2 separate regions of the Triticum aestivum genome follow, and region 2 is linked to region 1. A link is a contact called in public Hi-C data. All regions are on one chromosome and are shown on one strand. Each heading gives the region's core, a stretch centred on a gene start, on an enhancer-like site or on the middle of the called end of the contact. The rest is flanking DNA. Distances are from core to core; before and after follow the strand shown.

Evidence for each region. Hi-C and Micro-C count contacts between places; a contact is called where the count stands out from the background.
Region 2: a Hi-C map of leaf shows a contact between it and region 1, with 4 times the contacts expected there. The contact joins the promoter of LOC123052586 here to the promoter of LOC123052579 in region 1. A contact is called at or near these places in 3 of 5 Hi-C or Micro-C datasets (all in leaf) and 1 of 1 datasets of contacts at active chromatin or transcription factors (leaf).

What each region holds. Positions count from the first base shown.
Region 1 is chr1A:391,699,801-391,704,612 of IWGSC CS RefSeq v2.1, reverse strand. LOC123052579 (2-oxoglutarate-dependent dioxygenase 11) reads right to left here and starts at 1,533. Exons shown (of 4, transcript XM_044475829.1): 1 at 1,055-1,533; 2 at 705-952; 3 at 257-581; 4 at 1-82. The coding sequence starts at 1,315. LOC123052555 reads right to left here. Exons shown (of 17, transcript XM_044475806.1): 13 at 4,772-4,812; 14 at 4,337-4,449; 15 at 3,026-4,021; 16 at 2,577-2,673; 17 at 2,063-2,474. The coding sequence ends at 2,458.
Region 2 is chr1A:392,239,467-392,244,466 of IWGSC CS RefSeq v2.1, reverse strand. LOC123052586 (metalloendoproteinase 1-MMP-like) reads right to left here and starts at 1,367. Exons shown (of 1, transcript XM_044475840.1): 1 at 1-1,367. The coding sequence starts at 1,241. The coding sequence ends at 132.

The DNA.
Region 1 (4,812 bases), core at 284-2,783:
ACGCCGCAATGGTGATCCTCTCCTTGTCAGGGTTAACCACCGCCCGGTGCTCGATGCTCCTGTACTTGCCGTTGCTGAGGATCTGTTTGAATCCAATGGTAATTTCTCAGTGTTTTATTTCAACAAGCTTAAATAGACAGGCAGCTGACGACTTGAAGTGATCATACTATTTGCAGATCAAACAGAGCAGATACTAATTTGAACTGAAACCATGACAAGAATTATGGAACGTAGGGAGTACTGGCTAGGAACACACCTCAAGGACGTCGCCGATGTTGACGACGAGAGCTCCGGGCAGGGCGTGCACGGAGAACCACTCCCCATCCTTCCTGATCTGCAGCCCTTGCACGTCGTTCGCGTGGAGGAGGAGCGTCATGCCGACGCCGTCGGTGTGCGGCGAGAGGCCCAGCACCTTGCCGGCCTGACGGCAGGGAGGGTAGTAGTTGATCCTCACGCACTGGGGCAGACCCTTGAAGGTGCCAAGGAGCGCCTCCTGGTCAACTCCCAGGTCCCTGGCCATGAACCTGAACAGTTGCTCGGCCACACTTGCTAGCTCCGTCGTGTACTTGTCAAGCGTGTCCCTGGGGATCAGGATGAGCACAGCAGCAGGGATCAAAAAAAATGCTTGAAACATTCAGGTTCATGTCACCTGAAGCTGGAGGGATGGATCTAGTTGACGAAACAGAGAAGCATTTCATTTTCACCTGAAGGTGGAGGGCTTGGTGGGCCAGAAGTCCAGGCTCCGCTCGTCGGCGGGCCGGGTGGCGAGGAACAGCAGGTCCACCCAGTCCAGCTTCTGCTCCTCGGAGAAGACGAAGTGGTGGCCGAAGCCCTGCATGCCGTTGGGCGGGATCGCCACGGCCGACTTCACCTCCAGGGGAAGGCCGAAGAAGTCGGCGACGTCGGCCTTCGTCCGCCCCAGCAGGCCCCCGTCCACGCCATGGTTCACGAGCTGCAGGGGAAGAAATAAAACATCAAACGTCTCCAACGATTTCTCTGCTTGCTGCCTGATGACATGACACGAATCGTGGAATGGAATGGTGTTGTTGCAGACCTGGAAGAACCCCCAGTGCTCGCATGCGGATCCGAGCTTAGCCGACTCCTCCGCCGAGAACTCGGGGTCGAGCAGCATGGACATGTCGATTGTCGGCAGAGCAGGACCACCCGCATCGGCGGCGAGGGGATCGGCGTCGATCTCCTGCCTGATGTACCTCTCGGGGACCTCGCCGGAGTCGTGGAAGGCCTCTGCGAGGGCCTGCACACTCTCTTCATGGCCGGTGAACTCCACCTTGATCTTCTCAAAGGACTCGGCCATCCTTCCTTTGGTCCTACTAGCTTTGCTGGTGATCAATGGCTATGAGCGTCTGATAGCTGAGATGTACTTCCTCCGTCTCATAATGTAAGACGTTTTTTTGCCTCTAGTATATTGTCAAAAAACGTCTTACATTACGAGACAAAGGGAGTAGTATGTATCTAGGCAGGCGAGTGCGATTCAAACAAGCCATTCTACATCAATGAAGTCAACGTTCCCCTCCAATTGCATGCTCAAGAAATTGTGTTTTTTGTTAGCTCAACTTGGTATAACAGACTTATGCAACACGAAAGCTCATTATTAGGTAACAGAAAGTGTCCAAATAGTAGTCTAAGATGCAATATACAGAGCTGTCCATGTCTACAAGATATACTGCCGATGGAATGGTTGATCTAGTGCTGTCAACGATGAGCAGGTCCCCTTGAAAAAAGAAAAACGATGAGCAGGTAGTTTTTTTGTTCTGAAAAAATCAATAGGCAGTTTGTTGCTTCACGATTGACTTATTTCCTATACGATTCTGGCAATAAAGGTCAACAATAAAAGTGAGCTTGCACCCTCATGATTCACTGATTTCATTGTACGTTTGGTGTACGTTTCTTGGCAGCAAAGTTTGAGCCATCGAAGTGGAACCCTGTGCCATATGTTGAAACCAACAAAGTGTAAGCATGAAAAAGGCAACTGCCTGTCTAAAGATATGGTGTAACAGCCGCGAAAAACGCACCAGTGCACACGTAAGGCAGACACACAACAAAGGAAACATGGTTGCCAGTTGCCACATCAAGGTCAAAGCATTCACTGGAACCAAAAAGCACCAGTCAATCATTCCAACATGGGGCTGGTACTCGAGAGAAGGTAAAGTACAACCGTTGATGAGTAAAATTAAGCCAGACCCCGTCCTTCTTCTCCTTGGTACTGTATCCATACAGATTAAACGGAGGGTTTGGGGTGATTAATGGCTAATCCTACGACACAATAATACTGTCCAGTGCAATAGAGAGAAAAGACACTAACTTAAGCTAGTTTTATAGTACATCCACACACACCAGCTCCAAAAGCCTTCACTCAAATCCTATCCCCTTTCGCTTCCATACTCGGCAAGCTACCGATATGTACAAACACGCCATGGTTGTCTCGATTGCCTTGAATTAGCCATGGGCTTTTCCTGTTTCCACAAGGTTCCCGAAACGGATTGACAAGCACAGGATCAGAAATGAACACCAATAAATGAAGCTCCGGAAACAACAAAAAGAGAAGAGCCAGTTACCTCTTGAGGCAGAAGTAGCACTCCTGAAATTAGTCCTAGGGAGTTTTTCGCCAGTAATTTTGGAGGCTATAAGAGAACTCTGCAGGCCCTCGAGCAACTGCATTACAGAAAACAGCAAGACTAAGTTAGCACATGTATCAAACTCCGTAAAACAAGTGTATGTCGAGGTTCTGCAGCAAGTTCAGACATGTAACAAGCACACAATGGGGAAAAACAATCACATCGCTCAGATTTATTCTAAAGGGAGCAACACTAGTATTGAAACTCATAACAGTAATGAGACCTCTGACAAAAGTATAGAATGACTACAACGATACTGAAAGGCTCAAAAGTAGTAAGCTATAGCTATATTATGCACCGCAAGGACATGCTACCAATATTCAGTGACGGAAAGTAGTACAACTACATTATAAATTTAGTGCCAACTTAAGGACAGTTCCAGTAGTTACCCGTGAGGTTGGTTGAATCCGGCGGTTTGACCTTCGGGGTTCAGCAGAATCTGAGCTGGTCTTGGCTGAAACGTCAGGAGTTTTCAGCACCCTCCTGTTCACGTTACTATCCGCAGAAGGAACAAATTTCCTTTTAGCTCGATTAGCAGCAATCGGATTCTTCTTGACAGCAGGAACGGTTGGTGTGGCTTGTAAACGTGATTCCAGAATAGAAGCATCTTCAGTTCTAAGATCAGTGGCATGAGCCAAATTATTCTTTTCTACAGTTGGGTTCACAGGGTTGGAAGAGCTTGTCGTACTTGCCGCAAAAGCAAAAGTACTTTCAAGAGCACTAGAGCTTGGGACAGGAGTGGATAAAGGATCCTCGCCAGGAACACCGTTAGTTGATGTTGTCTGAGGCTTGGCAGATTTAAGTCCTCTGGATCGCATGTCACTTGCCCTCTTGGCTCTCTGGTCGAGTTTTAGGGTACTTTCCCGTGGTCTTGGCACCTGTGGCACTGGATGTTTTGCATATCTGGTGGATGCACTACCCTCAGAAATTCTATCAGATTGATCGCCAACATAATGTTTGCTTACATCCATGAACTTCTTCTTCTTTCCAGGTTTTGGAACACCGAAGACCTTTGTTCCTTCCTTCTGCAGTCCAGGTCGCCTGGTGGTTTTAATCTCAGTTGCACCTTTTCCAATGTTAAAAAGCACGTCCCTATCAGATAAAGCCAGTGGCTTTGGCTCATCTGGTTTTACTACAGTGTTAGTGCTCTTCTTGTCTTTGGTAGGGGGACGTGCTTCTCCAACAGTGGGCACAGGATCGCTCACGACAGTGTTAGTGCTCTTCTTGTCTTTGGTAGGGGGACGTGCTTCTCCAACAGTAGGCACAGGGTCGCTCACTACAGTGTTAGTGCTCTTCTTGTCTTTAGAAGGGGGACGTGCTTCTCCAACAGTAGGCACAGGATCATTCACTGCTGTCCGCTGGCGTTTCTCATATGGAGAATCACCCTGTACCCAAAAATATTGTTATTCAAATATAATTGTGCAGAAGTAATATTTAGCGCATTCCATACAAATAAAATGTACTCCATCCAATGCAGAACGAGGTGTGGCGTATTTGATTGTCCAAATATAAGTTCTAACCTGAAATTATGTATTTCTTTAGTAGTTAAAAGATGAGATCATAAGAACTTTTTGAGACAAATCCAGTAGTATCAAATTTGAGTAAAAATGTCAGTATTAAAGAACTTTTGGATTAATTCTTGGACAAAGATTAAATTTGGGTAGTCAAAATTGCGAGCAAGTGTAGAATATAGAAGGAACCTTATTTGATTTATCTTTCCTCTCTCGTGCACGGGACCACTCTGTCCATTCACCATCCTGCCAAACAAGTGATGGACGAAGATTCCAAGCATCAAGGACTAAGGAATCACCAGCTGAAAATACATGATCAAGACAATAAGGACGGTTAAAGAATCATCTATTGAAGAACTTTTCCCATTAATAAATGAAAATCCGCAGGTCAAACTGGAAACCTAAAGCCAAAGATCAATGCTAGGTTAGGAACAATCAAATTATGATGACATCAATTTCAGTTCAGATATGTTGTAGCTGCTCCACTCAGTTGATTGGAAGCATTCATTATGTACAAACTATGGTAATAAATTATTACTAACTTGAAACATGCACTTGGCAACAAAACTCAGAATAAGAACAATACCATAAAGGATGAGAGATGGACAATCATGCTAATGTTACCTGAAAATTGCACAACGAACTTTGTGTCACCAAATTCACCA
Region 2 (5,000 bases), core at 118-2,617, 540 kb before region 1:
TCGTCATTTGACTGTCTATGCAAGAAGAGAAACATTTCTTTCTCTTCTATCTATAGATAGAATCAGGGTACCCAACAATTGTTTTTTCTGTATTCTGATCTTTTGCCTATAAAAACGATGTCTTTGTCTATCTACAAGTGCGTCACGAGTATGACCAGGACCGCACAAAGAACTACCCCAGCCGAGGAAGCAGCCCAACTGCTCCCCGCCGGCGAGCCGGAGGTGTCCGTCGCGTCGTAGAGGGAGCTGAGCCTGAAATCCGGGTTGGACCCGTACAGCAGCTGCACGCCTTCGACGTCGTCGACGGTGAGGTCGGCCTTCTTCTCCAGCGGTTTGATGCTCGGGTACATGACGGCCTGCGGCGAAGTCGAGTGTCCGAGCCCGAGGACGTGGCCGATCTCGTGAGTCGCCACGGACTCCAGGTCGATGGCCGCGGAAGCTTTTGTTTCGCCAGCGAAGTCCACCGCCCACCGCTCCGCGGCGTCGAGGTGGAGCCGCCCGTTCTTGGGGGAGAAGGCGTGGCCGAGCACGCCGAGCGGCCCGTCGAAGGGCACCCCGTCGCCGTGGCTGCCCTCGTAGAACCCCACCTTGATGTCGGCCTCGTCGTAGTCGTCCGTCTCGACGAACGCCACGGGGATGACCCGCGCCCACCGCTCGAACGCGCGCCGGAACACGGCCCTCACGTCGTTGGGCGCCAGGTAGCCGACGGTGGCCGTCGGCGACACGGCGTACGTGAGCACAACCGGGTCCGGGTCCGACCGCCGCGTCCACCGCGGCTTGCCCTTGAAGAAGGTGAACCGGCTGACCGCGCCGCCGTGCTCCGGCGAGACGGACGCGCCGTGGTCGTCCTGGACGCCGCAGCGCGGGGACATCATCTGGTCGAGCGTCACGGCGTCGAGCCGGCCGGTGACCGGCAGGCTGAGCCGGGACTGGTACCGTCTGACGGCGGCCTCGAGGTGCTCGTCGAAGGCGTCCGTCGGGTCACCGCCGTGCTCCGCCCCGGCATGCTTGGGCATGTAGCCGAACGTGGCCAGGTACCGCTTCAGGTCGCCGAGCCCCGTCACGCGGGTCCCCCGCTGCGCGTCTAGCAGCCGCTTGAACGAGTGCCACCCTTGGCCATGGTGCCGGCCGTGCACCGGCGCCGGCGCCGGCGCAGACCGCGCGGCGGCGCACGAGAGGAGGCAAAGTATCAGCAGCAGCGGGAGGCACGCAGCTGCCCGAGCGGGGCGACATGGAACCATGAGAGCCAGGCGCGCGCACGCGCTGGCCGTTATTCTCGTTACAGGTCTCCGCGCGGCAAAGAATCTTATGAGAGAAACGAAGCAGAAGAGAACAAAAAGGTTCGGATAGGAGAGCCGATGGGTCCTCGGTTGGCCACCGGCTGACTCCGTCGTCGCCCCGTCGTCGTCGTCTCCCCGGGCGCCCTTCTCCGTCACGCAATAGATCGAGCTCTGCGTCATACGTGAAGACCAAAGGCTTTTTCCCTTTTTCTTTTCTGCGAGCTGATTCAAACGTATATACTCCTAGATTATATAGACATATCTCTATGTTTGATTTTTGGTAGAAAATGATTTGTACTCCATCTTCTACCTTGTATATCTCTAAGTGCTGTTGTCAGATTTTTATTGATTCCGTATTAATATGGAGCTAATCCGAGCAGTGTCACACCCGGACTCGGCACACGTATTAGGCCAACCCAGCGCGCGACCACATCTCGTTTGGATGCGTCCGTTTGAGGTAAAACGGATAAATTAGATGGCCCAATGCATGAATACAAATGGATTTTTGTCCGTTTTCTATCCGCTTTCGACCCCATCCCGGCTCAAGTTTGGGCCGCTTTTGGGGTGAAATGGACAGTGCGCGGACGGGCGGGCCGTATGCGCGTGTCCTCTCTTGGCCCGCCCGTCGGTGGCATAGGGATCCCTTTTTCTATTCGCCCCCTCCCCCCTCTAGCCGCACCCCTCCACTCTTCTCCACTTTTGCCCTCGCTGCCGTTGCCGCTGCCATTGCAGTTGTGCAGCTCGGACGCTCGCTCGCCCAGCCCCCTTCCCCTCGATGCCCCCGAGCTACCCAACCACGGCCACCTGATTAGCGCACACCGCGGTCGGATTTGGAGCGGATCCGGTCGGTTTTAAGCTCGCCCGGCTGTGGGAGGCCGCGCCGCGCCATGGACTTGCTGGGCACCGGGCCGGAAGGCTCCGGCAAGGCCGCAAGGTCGCATGCAGGTAGTGGCTTCTCTAGCCGCTCGGATCTACACCGTCGGTGGTCCGCCGACAGATACACGAATGATGGTCGGTCGGGCTCGATGCTAGCCCAAAAGCTCGTCGGCGCACCGTTGCCATTCATTAAGTGCGACGACTGCCCAAAGAAGGTCGTGCGCCGCGTGTCTACAACGCCAGAACATCCCGGATGGATGTTCATCAAGTGATTAAACGATGGAGTATGTGCTACTCTAGCTTCGGTTGTGCTCTCAGATTTGACTAGTTGTAACTTAAAATTTTATTGTGTAGAATGAATGCAAATTTTGGTATTGGAAAAAAGAGTACATCGATATATTGATAGAGCGCAGTAGATGTTCGTACACTTTTAGCTAGCATAGATGCTAGAGATGAGACTAGTGCACTTGTTGTTAGAATAGAGGCTAGACATGAGACTAGATGTGAGGAAGCAACGTCTACTTCTTTACACTCGAAAAAGAAAGAAGGACGCAAGATCAAGCCTCCATAGATCAACGATGAATGCATCGAGAATGCACTAATCCAACTTACAGGAGTAGTTATGGAAGTTGGATATGTTCTAAAATGTATTCTTGTGGTTCTTGTTTTCTTTGGTCTTACTTTTCTAGTTAAAATTTGGTGATGTATTTCGATGTATCAAAAATCAATAATGAGAAAAAGTTATGGGTTTGCAAAGAAAAATTTATACGGACAGGATGCGGCCTGAATGCGTCGCCACCGCATCACAGAAACTGTCCGGACACGATCTTATTGTCCTACACAAACGAACAGAATTTAAACAAAACGGACGTCCATTTAGGATCGTTGGAGTTGACCTTAGGAACTGCACTAGGAGCCATAGGTGGTCCGGAAGGAGGTAAGAACGCGGCTTCAGGATGGCCTGAGACGAGAACTTTACGACCGGACCGTTTGTGCAAATTGACGAAGGGTAATGATTAAGTTGACAAGTCAATGGTTTAGGTGATTGGGCTGAGGTAATCGTATGATGGGCAAAGAGTAGAGTTTGATCATGGATGCCCCTGTCAAATGGCGTTTTCAACGTTCTCAGCGCATACGGCAAGTTGGAAAACGACGCAGCGGGCCGTTTTCTCGGCCTTGGTCTTAGCGGGCGGCTTACGTGAGAAATTGCTCTAGCCTGTTGCAGCTTCAGTGGAGAGAATTCTCCTCCTTTTCCTAGTTTTTTTAACCCCTCCTCCTTTTCCTAGTATTCCCAGCCCCATGGCCAGAAAAATACGACATCGATTCAAATGTCCAAACCCTGCACAAGAAAAACAGAGCCAATAGTTTCGATCATACTAGTTCCTGGCCCTTGTTGCCCATTCGTGCGCCAACGCAACACAGTCGCGTCACGATCAGATGGCGATCTCCTGTCCTGTGCGAGGTGTTCGACCGCAATAACAATAAATCTTGCATCGCTCCCATCCTTCAGTATTGTGGAGACCGTGACCATCTGACCGCGACCCGCGCGCGCTGCACCAGAGAAGGCCGCCCTGCCTGGCCCCATGCACTTTCTCCACAAAATGTTCGCATCTTGGGACGCGTAAGCAGATGCATCGACTGCTTGGCGCGTCTGTTACTTTAATGCAGTGTCAACACTCTTGTTCTGTACTTGAACAGTCCTGCACTTGAGTACTTTTGATTAATCTTACATTTTGAGATAATAAACTCTCTGGCCTTCAGCTAGTTGTAACTTTCATGCATGGCCATTCAAAACCCAACTTTGGTAGTGCGCTGAACGGTGTTTGAGACGGTCTTATATTGCACCTGCCCAATTCGCATCGAGATTGGTGCACCTTTCGGCTTTTCTATGTTGGGTTTAGGCCTACCCTCTATCCCTACGCCTTATCGGGGCCCTCACAATGCGATTCGAGACTAGAGGGTGAGACCTATTTATATTGTTAACTCCAGTGTCCTGATCTGTACTTCCAAGTTTAAACTAACTAGTTTCTAAATAGAGTTCAGATGTGATTAACAACCATAATATAATTCACCTTTAAATAAACACTATTTTGTTACAACACACGCATATGAGTTATACGCCATAATTAATGTAATAACTAAGGGTGTGTCTAGGGCACATCTAGATGTGCCCTAGTTATTGCACATCTAAGTGAGTGAATCAAGCATAAAGAGAAAAAGATAAAAGAGAAAGAAAATATTCACACGAATCTTAATATATGATCAATGACATATGACTTAGATGTGCAATACTTATGGCACATCTAGATGTGCTTTAGCAAAACTGTATAACTAATTATGTAGATCATAGTCAAGGCTGTATTTGACCATCGATCTAATTCCCTTCTAATTAATATTGTTCCCATGCAATATTTCCTGTATGTAATAAACATGTATACTGTGTTCTAATATATTTTTGCGGGAAAATTTCATCTATTCATCTTCAATCATGGCAGTACAATGAACAACCGAAATAATAAAAATTACATCCAGATCCGTAGACCACTTAGCGACGACTACAAACACTGAAGCGAGCCGAAGGCACGCCGCTGTCATCATCCCTCCATCGCCGGAGTCGGACACAATTTGTTGTAGTAGATAGTCAGAAAGTCTTCATGCTAAGGCCTCATAGGAGCAGCGCACCAGAACAGCAACCGCCGCCGATGAAGAATAATGTAGATTAGAAGGATTCAACCTGAAGACACAGGAATGTAGACGAACAACGACGAGATCCGAGCAAATCCACTAAAGATAGATCCGCCGGAGACACACCGCCACATGCCCACCAACCGTGCTAGACGCACC